Regions from separate parts of the Ovis aries genome. Here region 1 is linked to region 2. Evidence: chromatin contacts called from public Hi-C data. All regions are on one chromosome and are shown on one strand. Each heading gives the region's core, a stretch centred on a gene start, on an enhancer-like site or on the middle of the called end of the contact. The rest is flanking DNA. Distances are from core to core; before and after follow the strand shown.

Region 1 (5,395 bases), core at 1,390-3,889, 54 kb before region 2:
AAGCTCACAACAACCAGGTGGAGAGTCCCTGAGTTCCCAGGTCATGGGGAGCCCAGAGCCTGCCCCGCTCACCCTTGATGTCCCGGTGAACAATCATGTTGCTGTGCAGGTAGGACATGCCTTCCAGTATCTGCCGGGTATACTTCCGGGTCACGCTCTCGGTCAAAGCGCCGTAGGCCTTCAGCTGGTCTTTCACTGAACCCTAAAGCCACAGGAGTCAGAGGGGTCACTGCAGGAAGGAGGAGGGAAGGGGGCAAGGCTACTTCCAGCCCCCAGTGCTCACCAAGGGACTGAGGTCCAGTCCCCATCTGTGACAGGCCAGGCACTTGGCTAAGGGCTGTCAGTCAGCTTGGAGAAAAGTATGAGACAGCCCTTCCCTTAGGCCAGGGTGACCCAAACCCAGAAGGGAGGTCTGTGTGCTCCACGTAAAGGCAGTACCTACTGGACAGTGCAGCTGCCCTGTAAGCCTCAGGTCAGAAGAGCCTGGGACAATTCTCACCCCACACCATCACTGCAGCTAGACGCAGGGCCTGCTGACTCCACGTCCTGCCCCTGCCTCGCCTTTCCCCTGGAGCCTCTGGAGTCTCAGGTAACCAGACTCATGTCAAAGGGACCCCTCGCCACAGCCCCAGTGCCATGACAGCCCCTCTCTTGCTGTCCGCCTGCATCACGGGGCACATACCCCTGGCATGTACTCCATGAAGATGGTCAGGGTCTTCTCGGCGCGGTCCCGCAGGCAGCCATAGTACTGCACTATGCGCTCATGCTGCAGGTTCTTCAGCAACTGGATCTCGCACTCCAGAGCACTCACCTCCTGGGAAGGGGCCCAGCGGTCACTGAGGCTTGCAGGCCTCAGTTCTACCTGCCTGGCGTCAGCTCAGCTTGCCCTAGCCAGTGGCCTCAGAGGAGCCCATCTGCCGTGGGAACTTCGGCTGGAGAAAACGGGGAATGTCCCGACTGTCTGGCGCTTACCCACAATGCTGGCTAAGCCGTGGGGCTGGGCACTCCCATGCTGGAAGGCAGCAGATGGTGGGGTGGGACATGGGTTTGTGGGTGCAGTTAAGGAGTTCAGGTAACTGCTGAATTTGTCCACTCAAACTGGAGTGAAGGCCACAGCCCAAGCTAAGCTCCAAAGACAGGGTCCTTCCTGGCTCAGGGGCTGGGAGAGAGTGGCATCTGTCTGCTGAGGTGGGGGTTGGGGGGCAGGAGCTGCTCGTTGTGGCACTGGCCATCCAAACCAGTCTGGGTGGTTAGGTACTTTGACACCAGCTAATCTCTCCCTAGGACCGGGGTAGATGGTAAAGGAGCTTGGGAGGAAGAACAATGGGAGAAACAACCTGTAGCATCTCAAGCAATTAGTCTGTGCAACAAGACAGGCATTTTGTTGAGAAGGAGGAATTGGAAGTCAGACCATAGGGAAGGCAGTACCTTGCTTGTCTCAGGACTGTCTGGGTCAAACTGCACCTGCTTGGAAGCAAGTTCTCGTCCGGTGTCCACGTCATAGCACAAATAGACCCTGCCAAAGGCACCCTGGCCTAGGAGCTTCCCCCGGCGCCAATTAATGGGGGCACTGGGAGCTACAGGAGAACAGAAGGAAAGAGCATCAGAGTTTACACACTTATTTCCCGACATCCTGCCTCATTGTCCGAAGGCCCGAGCTGCCCCTCACCCGGCATCATCACACCTCAGCACAGCATCTCCACCCTCACCTGGAACAGGCTCAGGGTCCTGGCCAATCAGACCTCAAGGCCCATGCCCTGAGAAGCACAGGACTGGCTAAAATCACAGGTAAATGCTTATCTGAACTGATTAAACACCTTCATATTTCCAAGGCCCCCGATAGCTCATTCTGTCAGGGAGTAAGCAGATCACTCTTCAGTTTAAATGTGGAGAAACTGAAGGCCAGAGAGGAGTGCCTCATCACGCAGTGGAGTGAAGACTAAGGTCCAGGGGGTCTGCGGCCCCTCAGGCTCTTCCCCTGGGTACGGATGGGCCAGGGCAGCCACCCGCCGAGCCCAACAGCCCATTGGACTCGCTGGCCCCCCGCCCTAAGCATCCCCTAGGCAGGCCCTCCCCAGCCAGGGCGCACTGCTCACACTTGGTGGGCACACTCCTCTCCTGCACAGAGAGGGCATTCTCGCTGTCAGCGCTCCGCAGGCGCCCACGGGGGTCCAGGTACTGCACCGCCAGGCCCAGGTTTTCGCCATTTGTACTCAGGGAACGGCTCGAGGGCACCAGGGTGAACAGGTTGCCTTGATGACGCCGTATTCGGGGAAATGTTCTTCTGCCTGAAGGGGTGCAGGGGCCAGAGAAGAGCAAGTCAGAACCCTGAGCACAAGGCCAAATGTGCCAACCAGGTCATAACACCAGCTCCAGTCCATCCGCTCTTCCCTCCCACCTGACTCTGGCCAGAATGGATGATGTCTCAAGCATCCTGAGGATCAGGACAAAAGTAGGAATCAGCAAGCAGCCAAGGGGTTTAGGGAAACCAGCCAAAGGGAAAGCACAGGGCTGGCCCTCATGCCCCACAACACCGTGGGGCCCACCCACGGCTGCTCTCTGTTTTCTTTGGCATCGTAACCCTACACCTCTGTGGACGCTCCATTCCGTTTGCTGCCTGAGGCAGAAGAGGGCAGTGGAGAGTTGGCGCCTGGAGCACTCCGTGCCCTCAGACAAAGGACTGAGTTCCTGGAGGCAGTATCCATCTACAATACCATCCTCCTTTTGAGATCAGCCTAGGATTTCCCTGGAAGGAATGATGCTAAAGCTGAAACTCCAGTACTTTGGCCACCGCATGCGAAGAGTTGACTCATTGGAAAAGACTCTGATGCTGGGAGGGATTGGGGGCAGGAGGAGAAGGGGACGACCGAGGATGAGATGGCTGGATGGCATCACTGACTCGACGGAGGTGAGTCTGAGTGAACTCCGGGAGTTGGTGATGGACAGGGAGGTCTGGCGTGCTGTGATTCATGGGGTCGCAGAAGAGTTGGACACGACTGAGCGACTGAACTGAACTGAACTGAACTTTTTAAAAAACCCTGACTCTACTGCCTTGTCAAGCCTGAATGCAGTTCCTCAGGAAACGTGGGGCCTGGAGTGCCTCGGCCGCCCCCTTCCGGTGGCTGTTCCTGCGGTGGCCAGCAGGGGGCAGCGTAGAGGCGCACTCACCATCGTTGTAGTCCTTGTGGTGCATGGACACGTGGTAGCGCCGGGGGTAGGTGCCACCTTTGACCCCTTTGTCATAGAGCGGAGTTTCACGATCTGAGGAAGAGAGAGGGGTCACTGGCTGCCCGATAGGCCCTGGTGAGTGCCTCAGGGGAGCCTCCAGGTCACCTGAGACCTCAGAGCAGCAGGCCCCAGGAAGAGTAAATACAGTCCTGGCTTCTCTTCCCCCCTGAGCCGTTCAGGGCAGACACCTTGCAGTGCTCACCCACCCTCTGCAGAACTCACCCGAGAATTCCTGTCTGTTGTCTGGGAAGCTCTGGGCTCTCGACATTCGTGATTTCCGGAAGGATGGGCTAGAAAAACAAAATGAATCACACAGCAGATTTCAGGGTCCCTCCAAAGTAGCTCACCAGGTCAGAGGGCAGGATACCCAGACACACTGCTTTTTCTGACTCCTTTCCACACATGTCATTATACAGTAGGAAGCAGAGTTCAAGAGAACTTTCCTATGCTTCCTTTCTCTTCACTAGTCTGAGGCCCACATCTGACAGGACCCTGCATAATGAGGCCCTCCAGTGCTCCCGATTTCCACTGGGGGGCAGAGTGCTGTCTCTTACCCTTTCCTCCCACTCTGGTAACAGGAAGAATGCAAACGATCCCTTGCTCAGGGCAGTCATAAAAACAGTAATAACATCCAGGATCTTCCTTTCAGACTAATCATCACTATCCCCTCTTAGAGATATGGAAAACTGAGGAACAGAGAGGTTAATGGACTTGTCCAAAGCATTCGACTAATATTTGGTGGAGTTGGGTCTATATGGCTCCAGGTCCCATGAAGGGAAGATGAAAGCTCTGACCTTCGGTTATGCTGGGCCCCAAGGAAGTAAGTCCAGGTCACTGAGTCTGACTCCCAAGGAGATGAAAACAAACCCAATGGGGCCACAGGAAAAACTCAAGAATCAAGAGAGTCATCTTTACCAGCATCCACCTGAACGGTCCTTTTCCCTCATGTGTGAGTGCCTTTGGAGAAGATCAAAACTCAGAAACTCTCAAGGCAGTGGTGCAGGGACTGTCCTCTACTTCCCAACTGCCAGACTTTTTGTGGTCCTGTCCCACACCTCCCCTCCCCACCAGCGTGGCCACAAAACTCAGAAGAGAGTTCACAGCCACAGTTAGTCCCTGTCCTGGAAGAGCCCTCAGTTTGCAGCAACAACGCTGGGACTTTTACCAGTGCCTTCTTGCTCTTCTGCTTGGAAAGCCTAAAATAAGGCTTCAAATTGGATGCCAACAAGCAACTGTAACTGTGCTCTATGATGCCTGGAGGGAGGCCACGCTCATCAGAGCACAGATCTGTTAGAAGAGACACAGTACAGACATGGCCAGGGTCAAAGGTGATTGTCCGTATGAGCAATTAATCAGTTCCACAAAGAGAAGAAAACCCTCTGAACTGTTCAGTGGCCTCTGACCACAGCCCTAAGCCCAGCCAGACACGGTCAAAATGTGCTCCTGGGCATGATGAGGTCAAAGAGAGAGACTGGCTGGATCAATGCCAAAGCCATCTCTAAACACCCCTGCTGACTGACGAACCAGCTCCACAGACTACGGGGTGTGTAAAGGACAGCACTTGTTCCCTCCCAAAGTGTAATAAGAACACAGCTGGTGCATAAGATTACACACCAAGCAGGCAGCGTGGTAAGCTAGGCAGTCTGGATTATTTTGTTTTCTGGTTTTTATACCCCAGTTTCTTTTTCCACCAGAAAAACTTGGAGGAAAGAAAAAAATGAAATTAAACCTACAGGTAATAATTCAATCTTGTCCCCAAAACACCGAAGGTCCACTGCTTCTCAGTCCAGACCTCAGCAATGAGGCCAGGGTTACCATGTATTATGTGGGAAGTCAAAACACATAAAAAGTGCTGGAAACAACGGAGCCAGCATTTCTCCATGTGAGCTGCTACTATGACCTATTACATCCATCTAATTATACAAACAGAACATTCTCCTGGTGTTTGGAAAATTAAGGAGAGGGCTCGGAATGCTAGCGAGAAGTTTCTTTCCCAAAAGCATGAGGTTCTAGCCATGGGCCTGCAGACCAGTGTCTAGTTCAGGGACACACACACTAGCTAACTCTATTTCCTTAGCTCATCAGTTCCAAAAATGCCTGTGCACCAACTCCTGAACTAGCCACAATCCCATACCTGTCTGCTGACCTGTCCAAGGACTGGCAGCTT
Region 2 (5,933 bases), core at 2,924-5,423:
TTCATCTTGGCAATGCTCTACTCTACCCAACTTTGTCAGATCATCCGATCACACTGCTCACTCTGGAGACCCTGTGCCTCAGTGTCTGTGAGTCTGATTTTACTGCCTGACTGTTCATGACATGCTACATACCCGCACGGTTCTCCTCCATCCTGTCCCTCCGGGCAAAAATCATCTCCTAGTATAAGTATAAACAAAAAGGTCTGATCCTGAATTCACAACAAACATTTTTCCTTTTTCGTTCAAGGTCCTGGCTGAAAACTTTGCTAGATCTCAAAGTAAAATTCTGGGGTTTATTTTTCTGTTTCTGTGATATAAGAGTCCTTCAATATTAGTTGATGACTTAAAACTTAAAAATACATATTACAAAGTAAGCTATTGCTTTCTCATAAGAATCCATACATCACCATCATATTTTATTTTAATGAAATTTAACCTTTGAGGTCTGAGGACTATAGGATAATGCATGTCAATCTCAAAACTACAGAATTGATCTCTCCATCCAATGTATCTTTACAGTTCTGACAAGGTATCTTTAACACCACTTATTTGTTTATATGTTTCTGGTTCACCTTACCTAACTATAACTTCTTAAATACAGGATAAATACATACACAGGGCCATGTACTGTATCTGACACAGAAGAGATGTTCAATAAAAGGGGCAAAGGAAAAATGGATAGCTTAGATATAGTCAGAACGAAGAAAACGGCTTCTTATCCTGTGTATTTCACTAAGTCGTGCCCAGTTGGACTGATATTTACTTTTTATAAATGCCTAAAATTCAGTTTTAAAGCCAACCATAATTTTGTAAAACATCAGAAGTCTAGTCGTGACAAAGCCATGTTGAGTCATTAAACTATGATCCCAATTTCAATTAACAAACAGTTGCCAACTACTTAGATCTACACAGGCAGTCAGATTCTAGCCAAACTGAATTGAGACTGGTATAACTGGGAGCTTCCAACAGCCTTGAAACAATGATTCTGACTTCAAACCAAGTTATCAAACCAGAACCACACCATCCTAAATCCTACACTCAGTTCACATTCCTGTAATGTTTCCAAGTTGTTACATATTTTTCAGTAATACTTCCCACCAAACTTTAGATTGCATTTATAGAGCCCAAGTAAACACTAGCAAATTAACCTTAGGTGTAATTAGCAGCATTTACCACTATAATTACTAAAACCAGGAGGGAATTTTGGTGTGACCAAGAAAAAACGACCAGTCAATTTTCAATTTTTTTAATAACCACATAATATCAAAGCCAAAAAAAAAAAAAAAGGCCAAAAACAAACAAAGAGAGCATTTCCTATTATTTACAAGGATAAGTGTAATTTCCACTAGAAAGTTACTGGGGCTAACTGCCAATATAAAATCTGACCTGTTTTCATTACCAACCCAAGCTGTCAAACAAGCTTGAGTCTGGGGCTTAGAACAGCTCAGGAAAATATGACTGTTAACCAAGGAACCTGAAGGGCAGGAACTCAAATTAGTTTTACCCCTTTCCTCGCTGGGCTGGAGTTTAACAAGTATAATAAAATACTAATAAGTCTATGTTTCTCCCTTATTACCCCTTGAACTTATTTAGGACTACATACAGCAACTAACGCATGCTAACCTGGGAATCTGACTTTTCATCATTTATATCACCAAAATGGAAACCAGTACTTAAGAGAGAGACTCCGTGCGTGTTTGTACATACACCCTTGCTGAGCCCTATACAAAGCAAACTGAAGGTCAGGTTCTAAAAGAATTCAGTACTAGTTCTAGGTGCATGCCAAGGTCATCTGCTTAAAAGAAAGTGAGAATGGTATGAGGGAAGAGTGGTGAAGAAAGCCAGGCAGGGGTTCTTAAATCAGCTTGTCTGCCGATTAATATACTGCAGTCACCAGGCAAGTTAATTTCCCCCTCACTGTCTCACTTTCTTCACGTAAAAACTGACATGGGACCAAATGAGAAGATATTGAGTTTTTGGTCCTTTTTCCTTTGGGGCTCTGGACCCTATCTACATAGTTCCTTTCGTCCCCATCACTGTCTCTCCATATGCTCACACATTTACGTTTTTTGAAATGATTTTGAAATGTGAAAACAGGCTGACCTCTATTTTATTATTAGGCACGAAATGTAGTCAACATATCTGGACACTGATTCAGCACTCGAGAAAGTGGAAAATAGGAGGTCTGCACACCCTTAAGTATTCACACTCCCCTTTGGGATTTAAGCCTGTCCCCGCAGGATAAAAAGGAAAGACTGATTAGAAAGATTATCACAAATGTAGGTTCACAAATCAATTCAAAGATTTAGTGTGATCATCAAATTCCAGAGCACAAGATAAATGTGCGAAACCTGGGGAGGACAAGAAGAATTATGTACCCCATTTACAGTAAATGCTCAACGAGTATTTGTTGAATTACGTATTTATTCAATAAATACCAGGCCTCACTGAGTTCGTTTTCTGCTTGCTGTCACAGACTTTGCCCAGAAAAGCAAGCACTTCTGAAATAAAGCATGGGAAGGAAACAGCCCAATAAATGAAGGAACCCATTCCTTACTGTAGAGGGGCAGCATGGAACAGAACAAGGCAATTCATTCAAAGCCAGAGTGTAAAGATGGGCCACAAAAGATTATCTGCCCAATGTGACACAGCAAACACTCAGCCTCCTACAAAAACGACTTGACCTTGCCATAGGGCAAAGCAAACATTAATGTTCCCTCTTCACAGATGGAATCAGTGGCTGTGCAAATGACCCCTTAACTGAAGTTTACCCCTTGATTAATTAGGACAATAACAAATACTTTGCAAAACTTGCCACTGCAGACAACTGTATCAAAATAACTGATCCAACAAGAGAAGCAAAGTACATCGAACATGTTACTGCTACTTAATGAACTCCAATAGTCGTCTGCTAAATTACCACAAAGGACATGAAATATAATTCAGTTCAAATGCTGCGTGTGGAAGACATTAAAACGTTCCTTAGACTACATCTTCACAACAGAAATTGCAACCATCGATTAAAAAGGAAATGATTTCAGAGATTTTTTTGTGTAGTGAATGTTTCTCTCTTTCAAAAGTTACATAATTTCAGGGACACCGCTAGATTAAACTAATGGATGTAAAACACTGCAACGAGATTTTTCAAAGAGTAGGATGTGTATTATCACTGGCAGCCGATTCCCAAACTCCAGCAGTCTGCGTGCAGCTCGCATTTCTCAACCGCGCGGTTGATAACAGTGATTGCCATTTTAATCACCTCGCAGCCTGTCTCCCCGCACGCCCTCCCCCCTGCGCTGGGGCGCGCACAGGGCTAGAGAGCAAGCCCCGGGAACTCTCACAGGCCGGCCTGTGTGAGCAAAGGGAAGGAAATGACACAGGCAGGAAAAAAAAGCAAATCAAGGAAAAGACACAACAGCAGCTAGGCCTGCACCAGCCTCCAGCCCGGGCCCCACACTGCGCTCGCGCTCCCCCGCCCTCGGGCTCGGGGTCCCGCTCGCTCGGCCCGGAGCGCGTTGCTCCGCCGAGCACGGGCCCTCGACCCGCTGCCGCTTCCTCGGGATGTGCTGGCCGCGCGGCCAGGAAAGAGGCGGCCAAGTGGGCTCTGCGGACCGGGGCCGCCCTTGAAGGCCGGGGGAGCCAGAACCCCCACCCGGGCCGCGAAGCCGCTAAGCCCGAGCGGGGCGGGCGGGCGCCGGCGGTCCGCAGCCCCGGCCGGGCGGGCTGTCCATGCCTGTCAGGCGGCGGCCCAGGGTCCTCCTCCCCTCAGCCCGGGGCGGGGCGACGCGAAGCAGCGCGGGCACAGGCCGGGGCGGTGGCGACACTCACCCATGGTGGCGATGGCGGCGGCGGCGGCTCGGGCCCGAGTGTCACCTCCGCAGCCGGAGCTGCATGCCGGGGGCCCGGGCGGCGGGGACGGCAGCGGGCCTGGCTCCGCGCGGGGGGCGCGGGCTGCGCTCGGGGCCCCCGCCGCCTCCCCAGGCTCCGGCTCCGGCTCCGCCCGCGGCCGGGCGCTGTGGCATGGGCAGGGTGGCCCGCTACATCCCCGGCGCTCCTCGGCTCGGCCCAGCCCGGCCTCGGCGGCGCCGCTCGGCCCGCCCGACCGCCAGTCCCTCAGTCCCGAAGTCGTTCCGTCCGGCCGCCGTTCTCCACCTCAGGAACGCTCCGAAAAACAAACCGCTGGTCGCGCAGCTCGCCACCCTGCCTGTCACTCACCCCAGCACTCGCCAATCCTAGCCAGCCGCTGGCCCATGGTGCCACCCCTCACTCATTTCACCACCCAATAACAAGGAAGAAGTCGCTGCCCCCACCGCCCCTCCTCCCCCAGCTCTCTCCAACACCCTAACTCTCAGCCGCCAGCTAATCAACGGCACCCCTCGATGAACCAATCCCGCCTACTCTCGCAGGATGCCAATAGGCGAAGCCAAAGCAGTTTCGGAGGGTTGTCTACCCTCTGCCAATCATCGGAACAGCTCCCGGTTCACTCCGCTGCTAGCCAATCACGTAGAAGGCTCTGAGCACCCTCCTCTGCGCATCCCTCGCAAACTTGCCCGCCCTCTCTCCCCGGAGGTGTGGGTTTTTCCAATCACAGCTCGCGCTAGAGGCTCCGCCCACATTCCCACCTCCTGTCAGTCACCCAAGTCTCGGCTGGCGCGCGGGCTGGCGCGGTTCCCCGCCGGCTACTTTGGGGCTGGAGTTTAGGAAGACGTTTGGAGGGGCCCCATTGCCTCCCGCCCTTCCAGCTCTCCGCGGCTCCTGAGGCTGACGTCCTGCCCCTTGGTGTCCCCACACCGGCGCGTAATAAGCGGGGAGGGTTCTGGCTCTGAGCGCTTCCCGGCGTGTGGCCACCTCTGCCGCTGGACCCCCAAGCAAGTCCTCCGGTCCAGAGGCTGCGCTTGCCCGGAGGCAGGAGCGGTTCACCACTGCCTGCCTTTTCCTAGGTCTCAACAGTCACACACCCCAAGGGGCTGGGGTAGTGCCGGGAAGTGGGTCCTAGGAATCTGCTGGCCAGGGCCGAAACCATTAAGTGAGGTTCTTTCGGGAAGAAAACTTTTTTTCTGGTCATAAAAGCAACACAAGCTCTTTGTATTAAAATTGAAAAAAACAGAAACTCCACCCCAGAGGTATTTTGTCTCTTTCCTACCTGAATATACAGCGTTTGATAAAAACGGCTTCATTTTGTTTTGTAGTGTGCTTAAATTTTACCCCGTTTTCCCGTGCCACTTAATATTGTCTCCCAAAACGATTGTACTTGACTGCATGATATTTCAAAATAGAGATGACCATAATTAATTTTCCCAGCCTTCATTGTTCAGCATGTTATACACCTCCATCTTCAGATTCCAAGGCCGCCACAATCCGGGCTCCCTTCCTCGGGCCCCTGTTCAGTGTAAGATAAATCAGACGCCAAAAACATCTTCCTCTGATGTCGCTTTCAACTGTCAACCAAGAACCTTTAGTGGTGGCTTTACCTTGGGTATCAAATCTCTTAAGAATTACTTTAGACCTCTTCCTTTAAATCCACATCTTAGATTTAGGAATATTTGCCTGTATTCAAAGGTCTACTCAGCAGCATCTCTTGGAATGTCTAAAATACAACTCCAGTTTAATGTGTTTTACACTGAATTCTTGATTCTTTGCCCCTTCCCCACAAAACCTTGCTCTTGTTTTCCCAGTGGTAAAAATACACACCAAGGAGGCATCTTCCTTCATTTCACTCTTTCTCTAACATTCCTCTATCCAATCATCCAGCAAGTCTTTTCAGCTTTCCTTTAAAAATGTATCTGAATCCAATTACTTCTCACCACTTACACCCTGGTGCAAGCCACCACCCTACCTACTGGGTGACTGCCCTGGCCTCCTAACTGGTTTCCCTGTTTCCTCTGCAGCCACCTAACAAATGATGCTCCACACAGCAGCCAAAGTGATCCTTG

The links. A called contact is a pair of places that touch in the nucleus more often than the background predicts.
Region 1: a Hi-C map of blood shows a contact between it and region 2, with 2.2 times the contacts expected there. The contact joins the enhancer-like site here to the promoter of MAP3K3 in region 2. A contact is called at or near these places in 5 of 16 Hi-C or Micro-C datasets (blood, liver and omental adipose tissue).

What each region holds. Positions count from the first base shown.
Region 1 is chr11:47,693,780-47,699,174 of ARS-UI_Ramb_v3.0, reverse strand. MAP3K3 (mitogen-activated protein kinase kinase kinase 3) reads right to left here. Exons shown (of 16, transcript XM_027974351.2): 8 at 5,375-5,395; 9 at 3,451-3,518; 10 at 3,169-3,261; 11 at 2,097-2,288; 12 at 1,429-1,577; 13 at 683-814; 14 at 73-202. Among named protein-coding and RNA genes, the nearest start is that of LIMD2, 14 kb to the left of the region's middle. Within about 2 kb of position 2,639, at least 18 of the 54 cell types and tissues checked have an H3K27ac peak or open chromatin away from gene starts, as enhancers often do. A contact at or near this core is called in liver, where this site is marked.
Region 2 is chr11:47,641,054-47,646,986 of ARS-UI_Ramb_v3.0, reverse strand. MAP3K3 (mitogen-activated protein kinase kinase kinase 3) reads right to left here and starts at 4,173. Exons shown (of 16, transcript XM_027974351.2): 1 at 3,829-4,173. The coding sequence starts at 3,832.